Regions from separate parts of the Mus musculus genome. Here region 1 is linked to region 2. The links are chromatin contacts, called in public HiChIP or PLAC-seq maps. All regions are on one chromosome and are shown on one strand. Each heading gives the region's core, a stretch centred on a gene start, on an enhancer-like site or on the middle of the called end of the contact. The rest is flanking DNA. Distances are from core to core; before and after follow the strand shown. Region 1 holds the start of Lrp2 (low density lipoprotein receptor-related protein 2). Region 2 overlaps Lrp2 (low density lipoprotein receptor-related protein 2).

The links. HiChIP or PLAC-seq counts read pairs in DNA pulled down with a chosen protein or histone mark.
Region 1: a contact with region 2 is called in an H3K4me3 HiChIP or PLAC-seq map of embryonic stem cells, with 29 read pairs. The contact joins the promoter of Lrp2 here to the enhancer-like site in region 2. A contact is called at or near these places in 3 of 39 promoter capture datasets (embryonic stem cells and stem cell-derived epiblast-like cells), 16 of 484 Hi-C or Micro-C datasets (embryonic stem cells, induced pluripotent stem cells and nephron progenitors), 10 of 115 datasets of contacts at active chromatin or transcription factors (embryonic stem cells, extraembryonic endoderm stem cells, neural progenitor cells and 1 more) and 1 of 9 other capture datasets (adipose tissue).

The regions. Positions count from the first base shown.
Region 1 is chr2:69,584,541-69,587,469 of GRCm38.p6, reverse strand. Lrp2 (low density lipoprotein receptor-related protein 2) reads left to right here and starts at 1,441. Exons shown (of 79, transcript NM_001081088.2): 1 at 1,441-1,655. The coding sequence starts at 1,577.
Region 2 is chr2:69,530,507-69,533,816 of GRCm38.p6, reverse strand. It overlaps Lrp2 (low density lipoprotein receptor-related protein 2), which reads left to right. Exons shown (of 79, transcript NM_001081088.2): 9 at 245-364. Among named protein-coding and RNA genes, the nearest start is that of Lrp2, 54 kb to the left of the region's middle. Within about 2 kb of position 1,941, at least 39 of the 459 cell types and tissues checked have an H3K27ac peak or open chromatin away from gene starts, as enhancers often do. A contact at or near this core is called in embryonic stem cells, extraembryonic endoderm stem cells, neural progenitor cells and 2 more, where this site is marked.

The DNA of each region.
Region 1 (2,929 bases), core at 192-2,691, 54 kb before region 2:
TTCCTACATCACAGCCCTTTTGCTTAAGGAAAACGACTCTAGGAAAATGGTCTAGGGCTCTATGGGCTTGCTGCAGCGACTGGGGCAGAAGATTCTGGGATGATCAGGCTGAGAATCAGCCGGGTCCTCCGGTGGGGCTCCTAGAGCAACCAATTGCACCGACTGACTCGTCTCGGCACTGCGGAACTGAAGACCGGGGTCTGAAGGGCTCGTGTAAGGTCCACTCTCTTAAAGAGGGTTGTCTCCCAGTTAACAGGTTCAGTGTGGTCCCCGAGGGGAACCATAGAGTTCTCCCGAATTCCTGGTGTTTCTCTCATTATTGGCATTGCGGAGAAAACAACCCCTCCCCCAAGTTTTGTTTCGAAATGAACAGAACTGTAGGAGACGCTGTCTGGCATGACTGACACCTGACGCTTGGGGAGCCAGATAGTTATGGCCTCCAGAGCAATGATAGAATCTCCTCTCTGACTATAAAAACACAAGCTACCCCATCTGGGTAGCCTGCACCCTGTCAGGGGGAGGAGGGCCCCGAGGCAGCTTAGCGAGTTCACACCGAGGCAAGGAGGTCAGGCGGCTTGGCTCTGTCCAGCTTTTTTCTGGTCCTCCCTCCCTCCCTCCCTCCCTCCCTCCCTCCCTCCCTCCCTCCCTCCCTCCCTCCCTCCCTCCCTCTTCCCTTCTTTTTGAGACAGGTTCTTTCTACATAGCCCAGGCTGTCCTGGAACTGTGTGGACCAGGTTGGCCTCAAACTCACAGAGATCCACTTGTCTCTGTCTCCCGAGTGTTGAGATGAAAGACCCGCACTAAAACACCCTCTGCCTTTTCTTTTCTTCCCCCTTCTTTCTCTTCCCCTTTCCTTGCTCCCCTTTCCCCATTTGTTCTTTTTCTTTCCCTTTTCATCTTTTCTCTTTCTTTCTTTCTTTCTTTCTTTCTTTTTTTAGTCGCTGCTCTTGACTTCCCCCCTTTCTCCATTCCTTCCCACCGGTGATAACGTTTTAGAGTTTGTGTCCGTGGCCAATTTCTTCCTCGCCCCGTCTAGCCATCCCTCTGAGTGGCGAGGCCAAGCCCTTGCTCCGAATGTGAGCAGCGGCGATTATTGTCAGTGATTGAATAGGACCTTGGAGTGTGTGTGCTCGTGCGAGCGAGGGGTGGGCGCTCGCCAGCGTGGGAGGCAGTTTTGTGTTCCCGGAGCCTGTGCTCCTGGGTGAGAGCATGCACGAGCGAGCGCGCTTGTGGAGTGTGCATGTGCTAGCGCGCAAGTGTCCGAGGGCCCACTCCTCCCAGAGTCGCAAAGTGCAGGGGGCGGGCCGGGCAGTAGGGGGCCTGGCCCACTGGATTCCCGCATGCTAGTTCCGGGGCGGTCTGGTCTAGAGGGCTTTATGCACTGTCTGGAGGGTGGGGACTGGCGCGGGTAGAAAACGGGATGCCTCAGGCGCCGGGACCGGCTTTCTGCCTCTAGGAGCCAGCGACTGCTGCTGAGCAAGACTCCTGTTCCGGAGCGGAGTAACCTGCCTGTGCCCGCTGCGACGCGCGCCCACCTCCCGGGGAAGGAACGGCGAGGCCCGGGGCCGTCTCCGCGATGGAGCGCGGGGCCGCGGCGGCGGCATGGATGCTGCTGCTGGCGATCGCTGCCTGCCTGGCGCCAGTCAGTGGCCAAGGTAAGCGGTCACCTGCCCGCGCTACGCCACCATAGTCGCTGCGGAGCTGAGCCGGACGAGGGTGGGCGGCTGCGGAGCTGCTCCGGCTGAGCGCTCCGGTGACCCCAGGAGAGATGACTGCAGCGCCGCTTCTTGTACTGGTTGGGGAACGCGGACGCACCGGTTTCGGTGACAGCTCGTCCCACGGCTATCGTGCCTTTGTTCCCACGGGAATTAGTCCTGACCCTCAAGGCTTTCCAGGATGGAACCTGGAGTACGAGGGTCTCCCGCGTGGGTCTGCAGCTTTCTTCTGGCTGGGGCGGGGCGGTCCTCCACGCCGCTCCCAGCGCCGCTTTCCACCTGCAGCGTCCAGCCGGCGCGGGAGATCCGATCCCACCGTGCGCCAGGGGCCGCCGGCCAGAGCCTCCTTCCATCAGTGGCGAAACCCTGTCCCGCGGTGACCCCCATGAGACCGCATCTCATGATACCGATCGTTTACGAGCCCAGATAAGGCGGGGAGGTGGGATTGGCAGAGGAAGCGGCTGATACACTAGAGTACTTTTCTTGAAGGCTTTCCCTTTCCTACCCAGAGCGGGTGCTTTTGTGTTGATGAATGGAGCTGGTTAGCTGCGCCTGAGTTTGGGGACTGGAATGCAGAAAGTTTCTAAAGTGACTACAAACTTTTTCAAGTTGTCCGGGAGGTTTTTTTTTTTTCCTTCCCCGTGAAACAGGGAGAGAGAGGAAAGGGAGGAAATTATTTAGAATAGAAAACTATAAGAGAAGAAAATGAGAGACAAGTTGAAAGGAATGGAGAAAACGGGAAAGCAAAGTGAGGAAGGAGGGAGGGAGGGAGGGAGGGAGGGAGGGAGAGAGAGAGAGAGAGAGAGAGAGAGAGAGAGAGAGAGAGAGAGAGAGACTGACTCAAGGAGAACCCACGAGCTCTCTCCCTGGCTTTCGTTGCTAGGTAGCAGCCTGGTGCTGCGTGTGACCGACCACCAGACAGACAGAACGGACGCTGCAGCCTCTGCAGGGACTAATCTGTCTGTGGGGATGGGCCAGTCCCCACTTCCCCTCCCGCTCTTTCCCGTCGGACAACTTAATTGCCCTACAATAAAAATGAAACCCCTATTGTTGCAGGATTAGTCAAAGCAATAAATTGATTTCCCTAGATCACATATTGGGGTTGATGGGTGAGGACTGTGGAAGCCCCCATTTATAGAGAGGAGAGAGGGGAGGGCTTGTGGATGGGCCGTGGCATGTATTCAAATGGTTAATCTGCTTTCTTTCCTCAATTC
Region 2 (3,310 bases), core at 692-3,191:
TCATGAATGGAGTTAACAGCCTTTTATGTCTACAGGTAACAGTAGCTGTAATATGAAAAGAAAAAGAGGTTTAAGAAACACAAAGCATTTGCTACGTGGTATTGCAGGAGGTGGCAGGCTCTCCTGCTGTATTGCATGCTCATTGTTTTTTTTTTTTTTTTTTTTTTTTTTCTGTTTGGAAGTTACTAGGTAAACTAGTCTTGTCCAGAGCCATCCAGTTAGCAGTTTCTTTCCTTCTGTTTAGGTACGGGTCTCTGCTCTATCTTAAACTGTGAGTACCAATGCCATCAGACGCCATATGGAGGAGAATGCTTCTGCCCGCCAGGTCATATTATCAACAGCAATGACAGCCGTACTTGCATTGGTAAGTGTCAGCTTGGAAGGCCAAGGGTCCCCCTCCCACAGTTCCTCATCCCATTCTTCCTTCCCCTTGCCGTTGAGGGGGTGCTCTCCCCCACTAGACCTCCCCCTTCCCTGGGGCCTCAAGCCTCTTGAGGGTTAAGTGCATCTTCTCTGCCACTGAGGCAAGACCAGGCAGACTTCTGCTATATATGTGCTGGGGGTGGGGGGTGGGGGGCTGGGGTGGGGTAGGGGCTCAGACTAGCCTGTGTGTGCTGCCTGGTTGGTGGCTCAGTCTCTGGGAGCTCCCTGGCATCTGGGTTAGTTGAGACGCTGGTCTTCCTCCTCTGGGGTCTCCCTCCCCTTCAGCTTCTTCAGTCCTTCCCTAATCCAACCATAAGGGTCCCTGAATTCAGTGGTTGGATATAAGTGTCTGCATCTGTTTCAGCTGCTCGTAGGGCCTCTCAGAGGACAGCCATGCCAGGCTCCCATCTGTAAGCATATCATATGATTAGTAATCGTGTCAGGCCTTGGTCCCCCCCCCCCCCCATGAGATGGATACCAAGTTAGGCCAGTCATTGGACTGCCTTTCCTTCTGTCTCTTCTCCAGTTGTAGTTCTTTTAGACAGGAACAGTTCTGGGTCAGTATATGTTTTGTTTTTTAGTTAGCATAAACAGTGTGGGGTTGTAGTGCATCATTTTCAGATAAAATGTTTCAGATAAAACTTTCTTAGTGTTACCAAGAACTATAATAGCAGGGTTTGCGTGCTGTTTTTTTTAAAAGATTTATTTATTATTATTATATCTAAGTACACTGTAGCTGTCTTCAGACGCACCAGAGAGGCCATCAGATCTCATTACAGATGGTTGTGAGCTACCATGTGGTTACTGGGATTTGAACTCAGGACCTTCGGAAGAGCAGTTGGTGCTCTTAACCACTGGGCCATCTCTCCAGCTCCGAGTGCTGTCTTTTTATATTCAGTAAAATAATCCAAAGAAGTTATTCTTGTGATAACCGAAGGAATGCAGTGTTTTTTTGTTTTTTTTTGTTTTTTTTTCTGTTCCCACCCCCACCCTTTTGATCCTCTTCTTTGCCTCTGCTTACCAAGTTCAATATCAGGTCTATATCCTAAGGTATGCCTATGGCCTAACTGTCTCTCTTAAGTGACTATATTACTTAAGTCTTCCGGTGTCTCACACCTGCAATCCTAGTATTTGGGAAAGGGAGGCAAGGAGATCTGGACTTGGCTGCATAGTGAGTTTGAGGCTACCCTGGTCTACAGAAAACTCTGTGGCTCATGCCGAGAGACCGAGAAAAGTCTAAAGTATTATAATCAACCATCCAGGTTTCTAATACTGTGAAGACATTTTGTAGGTGAACTATTCTTTGAGACAGTGATGTTTTCCCGTTCATTCTCATTGCACTGGGGTGCAGTCAAGGATTGAACAGCCCACACAGGAGCATCCTCATTGGTCTGGCTGGTGGGCTGCTCCTGTAACTCTGGAAGCCCTGCCCATCCATGTCTCCTGGCATCCCTCTGTGAGTGGCATTCCGTTTTCTTGGGGGCGGTGCTCATTTGTGGGGTGAGACTGCCCCTTTGTCTTTGGCAAGGGTCAGGCGTCTCTGCTCCCAGGCTGCCAGTGCACTGCCAGTCCCATCTCCAGGCTTTCCCTTCTAGGCAGTTCCCTTTTCTCTCAGTAGCAAAGGAATTCCAAGAGAAATACCAGAAACCACTCTCTCAGTATTACATCAGCTCTCCTTTTTTTCTTTCACAATCCCTAAAGCTTGCCATGGGGTGAGGACTGTGGGGGGTGGGGATTGTAGGGGATGGAGATTGTGGGTGGGGGTGGGGATTGTGGGGGGTAGGGATTTTAGGGGTTGTGGGGATTGGTATTGTGTGTGTGGTGGGTGGGAGTTGGGGGGTGGGGATGAGGATTGTGGGGGGTAGGGATTGTAGGGGGTGGGGGTCGTGGGGATGGGGTTGTGGGGGGTAGGGATTGTGGAAGGTGGGGGATGGGGATTGCATGGTTTAGGGGTTGCTGGGGTGAGGGTTGTGGGATGGTAAGGGGGGTGGGGACTGTAGGGGGTAGGGGTTGGGGGTTGGAGTGCCAGCTGTCTTGCAGTGGAAACTTGATAAGCCTTGATGTCTTTTCAGCAAGAGTGACTTGCTTTTACAGTGTGCCCTGTCCTGTGCTGCCCATAACCTGTTCCTCTGCCTCTTCTCCCCTTCAACGTAGCACATTTCCTGTCCTCCCATTATACAACCCTGAGCTCTGTGAGGCTTGTCTCTACAGGAGCTCCTTAAACGCAAGAGACTCGCATCGCTTCTGTTTCTAACTGGCAAGGTGTTTTGAGGTCTGTAGTTTTACACGTAGCCTGATAATAATGTGATGCGGGAAAACCAGACTTATCAAGCTGCCAGGTGTTTGTTTTTAGGGCTTACCCAACACTTTTAGTTAGATGCACAATGGGAACCGCAATGGCTGACCAGTGGCAGATGAGAGTTTTAAATTTCAGCGAATACCCTTCAGTCGCCCCACCCCCACCCCACCCCCAGGCTCTTTCTGGGACATTCATACAGACAGCCCCACTTAGAGATAAGCTCAAACGTCTACATTTGAGGGCCTTTGTGACTGGAAGGCCCCCTGCCACCTGCAGAGGCCTCTTCTGTGACCTTCCCTGTCAAAAATTCTCGAATGCATGGTTTATTTTTGAGGCTGTTTGTGTCAAAGATGACTTTTTATCGGTGTGAAGAGAAACTCTATTTAAATCAAATACAGGACGTTATGAAGCCAGATCTGCGCTCCTTTAAGCTGAGCTGGGAGTTCAGGAGAATTGTTTTGGTTTCTTCTCTGAAGCATTTCAACTCAGTAAATCCTCTGCAGGGTCTTCACCCTCTGCATGGCTGACTCGGTAGACTTGAGGTGTGGGGTGCCTTCTTCCACGGGTCTCTCCACTGTACGATTCGGT